Regions from separate parts of the Danio rerio genome. Here region 1 is linked to region 2. Evidence: chromatin contacts called from public HiCAR-type data. All regions are on one chromosome and are shown on one strand. The core of a region is the stretch at or near the end of the contact, and the rest is flanking DNA. Distances in the headings are between cores, read along the strand shown.

Region 1 (5,457 bases), core at 1,304-3,803, 250 kb after region 2:
GGGACTTTGGCTCGCAGGGCCCTGTTTTAAAGAGCCTATTATGCAAAAAAAAACACCTTTATAAGGTGTTTAAACACAGTTGTGCAGCAAAGGTGTGTAAATATAACCAGCTTCTAATGGTAAAAATGTATTAATAATTTTTTAATAGTCAAAATTTGCATGTGCCTTTGTATGTGTCATCAGAGACAGAAAGCCCCACCCACTAGTGACCATCTCTCACTCATTAGCATAAACAGCCCTGAGTGAGAAGCAGCCATATTGAATCTGCTGTTATGCTAACACATAGGCATTTTAGCTCCACCCTTTTTTTCCCCAAAATAGTGTAATTAATCGCGTATGGGTGCTGCTTGCAGTGTTTGTTTGTGTCCACACAGCGCACTTATGTGTCCTCACAATCATATTTTTCGTGCTTGAGTTTATAATTTGCAACTTTCTTCAGGTGTACAGTCATGTCATTTGCTATTGAGCTCTTTCATGGACTCGCATTGTATCGTTTAGCCATATTTAACACCATATTTATAGTATGATTATAGGACACAGGTTGCTGCTTGTGCTGGTATACAGCGAACATCTGAGAGGAAAGTATCATCTAAACTCTTCTGTAGACAATAGAGATGCATCATCCTCAAGTGTCAAGATGAACACTTTGTGTTGTTCAATCTGCATAGCAGTTTATAAAAGGGGAAAAATCAAAAGAGCTCTGAATAATACCGGACATCTAGGCCAATACAGGACATTTGGCAACCCACACAACTGAGTCTGTAGACATCAAAACAGCTCCTGTGAGAGATAAAGATAAAGCTTTAACTAATCTCCATCTTACAAGGACTATCAGAAAAAACAGTGTTTAATGTACAACATGCTCTTAAAACATAAATGCCTTAATATTTTGCAAAAATGTTGTTCTGTCTGATGTAAAAGTTCTTGTATAATCTGTCTTGGGGTATCTTTGAAGTTTTACTGCTAAAGTAGAAATGACGAAAAGAAAAATAGAAATGTCAATGACTCAAACTCAGCAACTTTCATGACTGAAATCTACAGACATGGGTAAAGGAATTAAACTGAATACTTGAATGTGTGTTTCAGATCTAAAATATTGGATCTGAAATAATGATCTGAACACCTATAAATGCTCAATTAACGATATATTACTATTCAAGCAAAATTAAACAGTGGATGAAATCCAGTTCTGTTCATTAAGAAATCATTCGACTTGTGTGTCATTGTTTGGTGAACAGAGTCCTCTAGTGGACAGAAATAAACACAACAGATCTGTTAAACAGCAGTGATTTGTAATGCGAGAGAAGGGAAATGATTGGGATATTTATTAGTATTTTATTTTTATTATTACTCAAATATCTCTATTATTTTTCGTTATTTTCAATTTTCAGTTCTTTTTAAACATGTTTTATTAGTTTTTTCCCTTTTAGTCATTCACAAAACAAAAATACAAACACAACATAAAATGCCTGACACAAAACATAACTGCATATACGAAAATATACATATGGCCAAAGCCATAAGATATTATGCTACAAATAATACAATATGGCAGGAAGAGGGAGAAGTTTGATGAAAACACATGTGAATTAATGTCTGTACAGACATTATGTCATTACGAGTTTCAAAATGTCACATAAAGCAAGGTTTATATTGTGCAGATATCAGTTGTGGAGTGGCTGAGACATGTTAAGTATTACAGGGGGATAGTCTCTCTGCCATCCTTCATGGAAGGGGGCTTATCATTGATCCATGACATCTAAATGTTCTTTCTGGCAGCAAAAGTTAACAGGCAGAAAAGTCATTGTTCTTACTTGTTCCTAATTAGTTTGCAATTAAAACCCAGGAGAAGGGACAGAACGTCTATATCCATGTCCAGACCAAAAATGTTGTTTATTTGGGCTACGATTCTGTGCCGATAGGCCTGAATCACCTGACACTACCATGTGCAATGAATATAATCCCCTATATTTGATTTGCATAGAGGTGAGTGGATTGCACTGAATTTATGTCTTAATTGAGATGTGATATAAATTCTTTGAAGGTTCCCGAGTTGAATGGCTCTGGCCCTATTGCAAACTGAAAGCTTATTGGCTAGAGATCAATCTATCTCCCATTCTTCTTCCAAAATATCCACCCCAAGCTCTTTTCCACAAATTGATTTGAGATGGGAGTTACAGACAGTGTTATAAGAGGACAGGGCCTTAGAAAGGAGTTCTTATCGCTGCCCTGTAATAAATTCTGTTGCAGTTATCGTTTTTATTTTAAATAAAGATAAAATAAAACCGCTACATTTCTTAAATGTTGTTTTTTATTTGTATTTTTGTTTGTTTTTCTTTATTGCATCTCTTGTTTTTATTATAACATAACTAACATTTATGCATTGTAAGATGACATATGTAACAGTCATGGAAAAGTTAGCCGCATACTGAACCCAAAGACTACAGAATACAATATAAATTATATATAGGCACTCTGCTGTACACACACACACACGCAAATGTGGTTTTCTGCCCTCTTTTATTTACGTGAAGCGTGCGCGCTCCTGTGCTTGAAGTTCTTCCTGTTCTCGTGCGCCGCACTTCCGGTCGGCCAGACACGCCACTGTTCGATCTGTTACATGCGCACTGAGTGCCCGGAGCGGGGCGGATGATGATGGAGCGGTAAAGTTCACGGTAAGCTGTGGTAACATTTGCTTCATCTATTAATTTACACCGTCGCCGCACGTTTTTATTCATTTGGATTGAAGTTTCGGGCGAGTCTTTTGTGTGACAGCGCGCGCCTGCACGAGCCGTCATGACCATCACATTCACAACACGCGTATCAGTCCGTTAAGCTGATAATTCATCAGTCTACCGATTTAACGGCACACATGTTCGTCGGTTTAGCTGTACGGCGGATGTTTGTCGTTATTTCGTTGTGTTTTCTCGGTCTGTCACGCCACGTTCACTGAGATTCCGCACGCGCGTGACACGCTGGTCGGTTAGCAACGTGAGCGCGCAGAAGCAAGTCGGTTGTTTTTAAAATATGACAACATAACCGTGAGTTTAGCAAATATCTGAGCTAAATGTAATAGTACTGTGAATGTGGAAAAGTTTTTTGTGTTAGTGGGCTATATGGGGTTGATTAAACTCACTATTGGGCCCGTGTTGCATCAGAAAAGTGTTGTGTATCTGTCAGATCGTATGTCATGATAATGGAGTACTACAATATGTATTCATACCTGGAATAATACGTGCTTGTCTAAATATTAAAGTATAACTATGGTACAGCTCCTAAAACTACCACCATCCCATAACATGGTGTTGTGGTTAAAGAATAAAGGAGAGTGCTGATTCAGCCTGTGTGTGTCCGGTCATTTGTCTGTTGTTGTTCTGGAGAGGTCATTCATTATTCCTAGATATATATTAAAATTGAATTGCATTATCAACCAGCCTTTTATTATTTACATTCACATTGTAATTGAGAATAAATCATGTTCATGATGGTATTGGGTATTTGTTTTATTTATTAAGCATGTTTTAGTGCTTTTTAGGATTTCTTTAACCCTCAATGCAAAGTATTCTTAAGCTAAAATATAAAATAAAATAGTTTATTATAAAATATTCTCATAAATGAGTGAACTGTAAGAAAAGTTTTGTATGTTTTCATTGTTTTATCACTGCATCCCCAATCAAACACAGCTAATCCAACTAATTAAGGTGTTCAAGACTACTGGCGGACCTCCATTAATTGAGTTCGAGACCCCTGTTTTTTTATCCTGCTGTGGTTTGTCGGTGGGCAAACAAACACATTTTTTTAAATACAAGCGTAAAATGTTTGCATTTAGGTTTTTTTTTTTAAAAACATACTAGGCTTTTAGCAATCTTCTCTGTGTCAAAACAGACCTGAGCTCATTACAAAATTACATTTTAATCCTCTTGTAAAAAAATATTGTCTGAAATTATTATATTTACAGTTATAACATTAGCTGTTGCATGTCAACATTATATTTCCCAGTGCTGGGTTGCGGCTAATAAGGCATCCGCTGTGTAGAACTTTGCTGGAATAGTTGGTGGTTCATTCCGCTGTGGCTAATAAAAGTAGTCTGAATAAAAATGAATGAGTGTCAACATGATATTGTCCACTGATCACAACTTGCATTCTTAATAGTGTTGACTTTGATTTTGGTGTGTGTGTCTTTTTCAGATGTGTGTGTCCTGTGTGGAGATTTGGAATAAAGTGATCGAGGACAGCAGCTAACCCACGTATGGCCTGCGAGTCGGCGTTACCTGCCATCATGGACGAGCAGGCCCTCATGGGACTGAACCCCAACGCTGACGCCTGCTACAGGCAGAGGGTGAGCACAAAAAACATGCACATTGACAGACGCTAGCACAATTCACACACTCAAAGCTTGCATGCTTGTTTATGAGCTAGGCGTCTAACAAAAAAAAGAACACTTAAAGGTGTAGGGGGCTGTTGATTCATACACAACTTTTTAAAGAGACAGCAGCTATGTATACTGCTATTAAACAGGAAAAATACACACTTGATAGATAGCTACACAGATACTGTATTTGCATTTTGGAACAATCCAGTTGTACCGTATGGTAGCATAAAGGGTTTATTTCTGACTATTTAGCTGTGGAGATATTTCATTATAGTTCGCCCAGATTAGCTAATGGTACTAATCAGAAACATGAAGCCAGAGCATAATAGGGTTGGGCGATGTCGACTGATTTGGCATCGTTTGATGTATAATTTGAAACATTGCGATGGACAATGGCATCTTCGTCATAGGTGGAGGTGAATTAATTATTTACGAATAATTAATTAATTCATAACAAATTAATTATTTGGAGCCTACCGTTTCAACTACCTGATCCGCATGGTCTTTGTTTTACCCAATAACAAATAAATAAGTTGCACACAAATTACCACCTGTCAATTACTTTCCGTGGGATGTTGGTCGGTAAAAAAGGTGCACAACCAACAGTGTCTGGGGTTTTCACTGAAATTACTAAGTTCAAGTGTGAAAGTGAAAGACTGAAGCAGTGTACTGATGCTGTGACACGCTACCTGATAGATTCACAAGACCGAAGAGTCTATAGATAGAGTCAAGATTAATTAAATATCAAATTTAAGAACTATAGCGAGACACCATCCAGCGGTACATCCTTGATAAACTGTCCGATGTGCACTGCTCTCTCGAGCTCAGACGGGTGCATGACAGTGTGTGTGGCTGTGTGGTCACGTGATGTGCATTTTCACGGAGGACTGTTCAGAAATGTTAGGTGAAACACTGGATGTGAATCATTTTTGTTCTAAAATGGCATTTAAATACAAAGACGTATTAGTGTAAACAGGGCCTCAGTGTGTATTTTTGGCGATGCTGGCTCAGCATCGTGTTGTTTATTGGCCATCGGCGATGGACGATGACATTGTCTATCGGCCCAACCCTAGTACATAATGTTA
Region 2 (5,356 bases), core at 336-2,835:
AATCAGATTTTTACGTTACTGAGAAGGTTGATATTGGATTAGACGTTATTAATAAACAATTAATGTGTAATTTACAAATAATATGAATAATTCTCTGTATAATTGCTGTTTTTACATTGCAAAGAGCGGTCGGTTTAGGGTAGACGTCAATAAAATACAATTTAATTGGTGATGTAAAAAGAATACGAATAATACTCGGTATATTTAGTGTTTTAACATTACTGTGATAGTCTGGGTTAAGCTTAGGGTAGGGGTAGATGTTAATAAAATACAGCTAACAGGTAATTTAATTACCAATATAAATAATTATCGTTATCTCTCGGCCGCAGCTGTATCCCTTCTAGCAACAGCCGCGTTCACCCCAAAACAGTTCATAACCCACTCAGACATTAAACCACACATAAAACACACATTTTGTGGACATTAAACACATTAAATACACATGAATCAGCATCATCATCGTCTGAGAAAAAGAAACTCGCCTCTTTCACGATGCTGCTCACTTCGTCCACTATAAACGCGCTCTGGAAAACACGACAATAAACACAGGCGTAAGACAAACGCCGTATTACTGCAGCACTATGAAGATTTCAGCATTTACATATTTATTTAATCCTGCACATCTTTTACCTCTTCTACTGTCTGATCGTCGTCCATGTTTGCTTGTTGTCGTCAGCCCGAGTGGTTGTCATGGAAATAATACGTTGCCTACGTCGTGACGCACAGAAAACGTACGGCATGCGTGTTTAAAGTAAAATTAATAAGTAAATAAATGTAAATAAACGCGTCGTAAAAATGTCAGGTATGACAGAATGCTAAATCATTATGCAGAGCCACGTTTTTGCCAAAATGCAAACCTTGTTTGAGCAGATTGAATGGAAAACACTTTGAAATTTACCCATCAATAAAGTAAGCATTATGTATAAAGCAGTGACTTATAACCCGATTACTTTAATGTATACAGTGAAAACAAGTTGCTGCAAAAATGTTTAGAGACTTTTTTTGTAAATTAGACGAGGAAACCATAAACATTTATACCCAAATGTTTAGCTTTGATGTTGAATATTTAATATTTATATATAATAAATAGTATATATTAAATTGCATTGAATGCATTACATTTAATTATGATTATATTCTTCAATATTTATAAACTAATTTTAAATTAAAAACGAGACCTGTAATATCTATGATTGACCGCTAAATATTGTTATGTTATAAATATTATGCATTTTATACAAAGAAATTTATTTAATAAAAATTATAGCCTAACTATAACTAATAACTAATATTTGTTTTTGTTTTTTTGTATTATTTCGTTTTTGTTACATTATTGTAAATGAATTGTAGTTTTAAATGATAAATATTATACAGCAAATTACATCACACACATTACAATTAATTACGATAATAATAATAATTATTATACATTTATATAACCTACATTTATTAATTTATTTTAATTAAATTTTAACGAGACCAATCATTTCCATGATTGACATTCTGGATGGCTAATGAAGACGGCTCCAGCAAGTCCCGCCTTTCGGAAGAGGCTTGACGTCAGGAGTCTCCGCCCTGCTGCTTCCTCTTTCACAGTGGCCGTCGGCGTGAGACACCATGAAGGCGTCTGGCACAGTACGTAAAACTATTCTTAAATCATCTTACAGTCGATTAAACCTCACAAATAAGACCCGAAAATGCGTATAAGACACCCAGATGTGCATAACGGCGGCTTCAGCTGATCTGTGTGCAAAATTATAGCGTTAAATGTGCTTTGACGTGTTGATGTAGCGGAGTGAGCAACATGGCGGCTGGAGGATCCCCATGTGCTGTTAGACAAGCGCACACAATTAAAACATTGCTGTGATTTCGCTTTTTAACACGCGTTTAAGCACAGTTTAATTTGTTTTGCGTGAGATTGTGCACTTTAACTTGACGGCGGATTGTCTTAAATGTTATTTTAATGTCGCCCATCATCGTTGATTTAACGTGAGGCCTGGTGTATTCGTAGTAATAGTTCGCTTTAATAGACGTGTTTAGGTTAGCGTTGAGGATTTTAAAGAACAATTCTGCGTGTTTTATTGTCGGATGACTTTAATAAGAGTTATTAGTATAGATAAACTTTATTTCTTGTGTTCCAACACCTTTACCGACATCGAAATTACGCTATTTTACTGCCAAATATACAAAGAAAATCGTGTCAAAACACAAGAGAAGGCTTTAGGGGAGATGTGGAGGAATCTAATCCTACACGTAGTAGTATTAAGATAAAAACCTGGCCAATAAATCCTCAAATGCATAATTTGAACAGTGTAAGCAGATTAATGCACATCTGAGATGTGCCAGGCACTCTGCAGCAGGTGTACATTTTAATTATAATATAAGAGCACAGTGTCAATTGTTTCTAATATTACACTTCAATAATGCTCAGTTCAAAGTTGAATCAAAAGCAGTTCAGATTATTCATGAGTTAAAGATACTCCTGCTTGTTTGATCTCTAGTGAACTTAAACATTTAACAAAAGAGAAATGGCACTAGTTTAAAAATGCCTTATTAATAATTTATTTCAATAAGTCGCTGTTTGTGTATGAAACGCTTTTATAAACGTGTTTATCAAAGTGCAGCACAAGCGTACACCATTTAAAGCAAAGGACTAATAAACTGATGTAAGGCTCATGTGTTAAAAGCCAAATATTATAAATTAGTATTAAGACTTGATTTAAAAAACAAAAGGGTTTTAGTAAATTAGGGTGACAACTGAAGAGTTAAGATAAGAGTTAACTGAAGTGTTTCAAGAAACGACTAAAAACCCAACTATTTAGTCTCCACTACACTTCCTAATCTGCAATTGCCTCTCTGAATATCACACTAACTGTACCAAAAAAAAAAATACTAATAATACTAATACTTCCCTTCTTAGACTTTACAGACCTGAAACTTGCCTATAGCACTTATTCATTGTTGCTCTTGGTTGTGTAAATTGCTTCCTTGTCCTCATTTGTAAGTCGCTTTGGATAAAAGCGTCTGCTAAATGACTGAATTTAAATGTAAGATGCCAAAACCTCCAAATGCCGTCTGAAATTGTGTCCTAAAGTGAGCATTTTACACAGCCTCATGTTCAAGTGTTTCACTTTAAAGACAATAAAACTTAATCGTCACTATAAAAGTGAAATTTCTGAGCGAACACACAGAAGTCAGAGAAAAATGCTGAATTTATTAGAAATTATCAAATGACATTGAGGTTTCCAACTTCAAAAGCAGCCTTTTTAATCACTTCTAAGTGCACTTGTTGGAGTGTACGATTTAATTATCGTAGTGGTCGTCCATTTTGATATTTAAACAACAAAACTAAAACCTTAAATCATGGCGTTCTCATTTGCATGTCGAGTTTCTCCTCTGTACAGCGTGTGCTTGTCTCTGTGTGTTGTTGTCAGATGTGAAGTGTAATGCTGTGTTTGTGTCTCCAGCTTCGGGAATATAAGGTTGTTGGGCGTCTGTTGCCCTCAGTGAAAAACCCCGCACCTCCTCTGTACCGCATGAGGATCTTCGCCCCAAACCATGTGGTGGCAAAGTCTCGCTTCTGGTACTTCGTCTCCCAGCTGAGGAAGATGAAGAAGGCCTCTGGAGAGATCGTCTACTGCGGCCTGGTGCGAATGCCTTTTCACTCGAACAAATGCTGATGAATGATCCATGTGCTAGCTGTATATACTCTGTTCCCCGAGGTGTGAGGATGGGCAATGCGTTAGTGTTTGCATCATAACGTTAATCTACAATTAGTCTGTGAATTGATTGATTACAGTAGAGCAAGTGGGATAATTCTGCATGTTTGAGCTTGTTTACAAATACCAATACTAAATTCACCTCATAACACCAGTCGAGTGTGTGAAATAACTGAGTAGAAGATTCCAGGAGCTGTGATTTATTCAGGCTGTCTTATATCAGTGTAAGCTGATTGTACAGGAACCTCAAAGTGTTGCAGGATTTAATAATACGAGCACACAAACCCAAAGGTCATCTCTCCATCATGTCTTGCCCTTGCTATGTGTGCGCAAAGCAAACGGAACCTTGTCGCCTTTCATGGGCTGTGTGTTGACGTGCCTCTGGAAGTGAATTCAAGGAGCCACATCTGATCCTGTATTAATGCATTAATTAATGTTGATTTGTCAGCTCGTTACTCGTTTAATCTCGAGTTGTCTTGTTTACCGCGCAGGTCTTTGAGAAATCTCCCCTGAAGGTGAAGAACTTTGGCATCTGGCTGCGCTACGACTCCCGCAGTGGAACCCACAACATGTACCGCGAGTACAGAGATCTGACCACGTCTGGAGCCGTCACCCAGTGCTGTGAGTTTCACACACACCTAGATAGGGCTGCACCCTGTAGAATTGCAATAATAGAGTGTGTATCACAGAGAGGTGCAGTACACTACATTTATATGGACCCTTTTCACATTTCTGGGCTTCTCAGCAGCAGATGTTAGTTGTTGATTTGTAGATGATTTAATACATAATCAAATGCATATAAATGTACTTGTGTTAAAAAAAATAGCACGAGAGAAACTCGTATGAGCCAATCAGAGACTGAGTATCTGTATAATTTACACTCATTCATTGTTTTAAAGGCTGAATGTTTGCACTTATTTTAGCCTGAATTGGATTTTGATCAGTATCTATTAGCTGTTTTAGGGTGTCAGCGGGGGCTTAATGTCATTAAATCTCAAAAACACAATTTTAGGCATTAATAAGTCTTAAATCTACTGAACTGTTGTGTTGGAGGTGTTAATTCTTTAAGCAGGTCTCATCTTTCCTTTGTTCATGTAGATCTACCCAATCAGCCAACACCTCACCAACAATCCATCTAAATAAAACTTCTTTCTATTTAATATTGTAGTTTTTAACTATTTACCATAGTGGTTTAGTTATTTTCCTCACAATAACTCTTTCTGAAATGTTTTCCATGTATTTACTGCTGAGGAAGCTGACCTCTACATGATGTTGTGCATCATGTGTGTTTTTAAAACCTAAAATATTATATATATATATATATATATATATATATATATATAAGCAGATTGTTGAAAAAAGACTAAGTATATAACTAGAGCTTGCTTGTTTTGACACAATATTTGGCTCAGAATTAACTAAACCATTTATTTTTTTTAATTATTAAATTATTATTTAAAACAAAAAGTTTGATAAGGCAATTAAAACTTCCAACTGGGCTCATCTAAAAAAAAACTCCTTACTGTTAAGCCGTGTGTGAGTCTAAAATTTCATTCATAAAGGTCTTTAAAAGACTGAGGCCCTGTTTACACGAGTGCGTTTTAGTTTTAAAGCGGCGTTTTAGAATGAAAACGATT

Evidence for each region. HiCAR-type assays count read pairs that join an accessible place to other places.
Region 1: a HiCAR-type map of caudal fin shows a contact between it and region 2, with 10 times the contacts expected there. The contact joins the promoter of xpot here to the promoter of rpl18a in region 2. A contact is called at or near these places in 7 of 18 Hi-C or Micro-C datasets (caudal fin, embryo, fibroblasts and 3 more) and 4 of 4 datasets of contacts at active chromatin or transcription factors (caudal fin, embryo, gastrula embryo and 1 more).

Annotation. Positions count from the first base shown.
Region 1 is chr4:898,570-904,026 of GRCz12tu, forward strand. xpot (exportin, tRNA (nuclear export receptor for tRNAs)) reads left to right here and starts at 2,554. Exons shown (of 25, transcript NM_001044852.1): 1 at 2,554-2,675; 2 at 4,189-4,339. The coding sequence starts at 4,250.
Region 2 is chr4:645,946-651,301 of GRCz12tu, forward strand. It overlaps rpl18a (ribosomal protein L18a), which reads left to right and starts at 1,586. Exons shown (of 5, transcript NM_201060.1): 1 at 1,586-1,635; 2 at 3,468-3,647; 3 at 4,211-4,340. The coding sequence starts at 1,618. It overlaps dynlt1b (dynein light chain Tctex-type 1b), which reads right to left and starts at 657. Exons shown (of 5, transcript NM_001135783.1): 1 at 631-657; 2 at 483-524. The coding sequence starts at 657. It overlaps LOC137495133 (small nucleolar RNA SNORA68), which reads left to right and starts at 3,992; the gene lies at 3,992-4,128.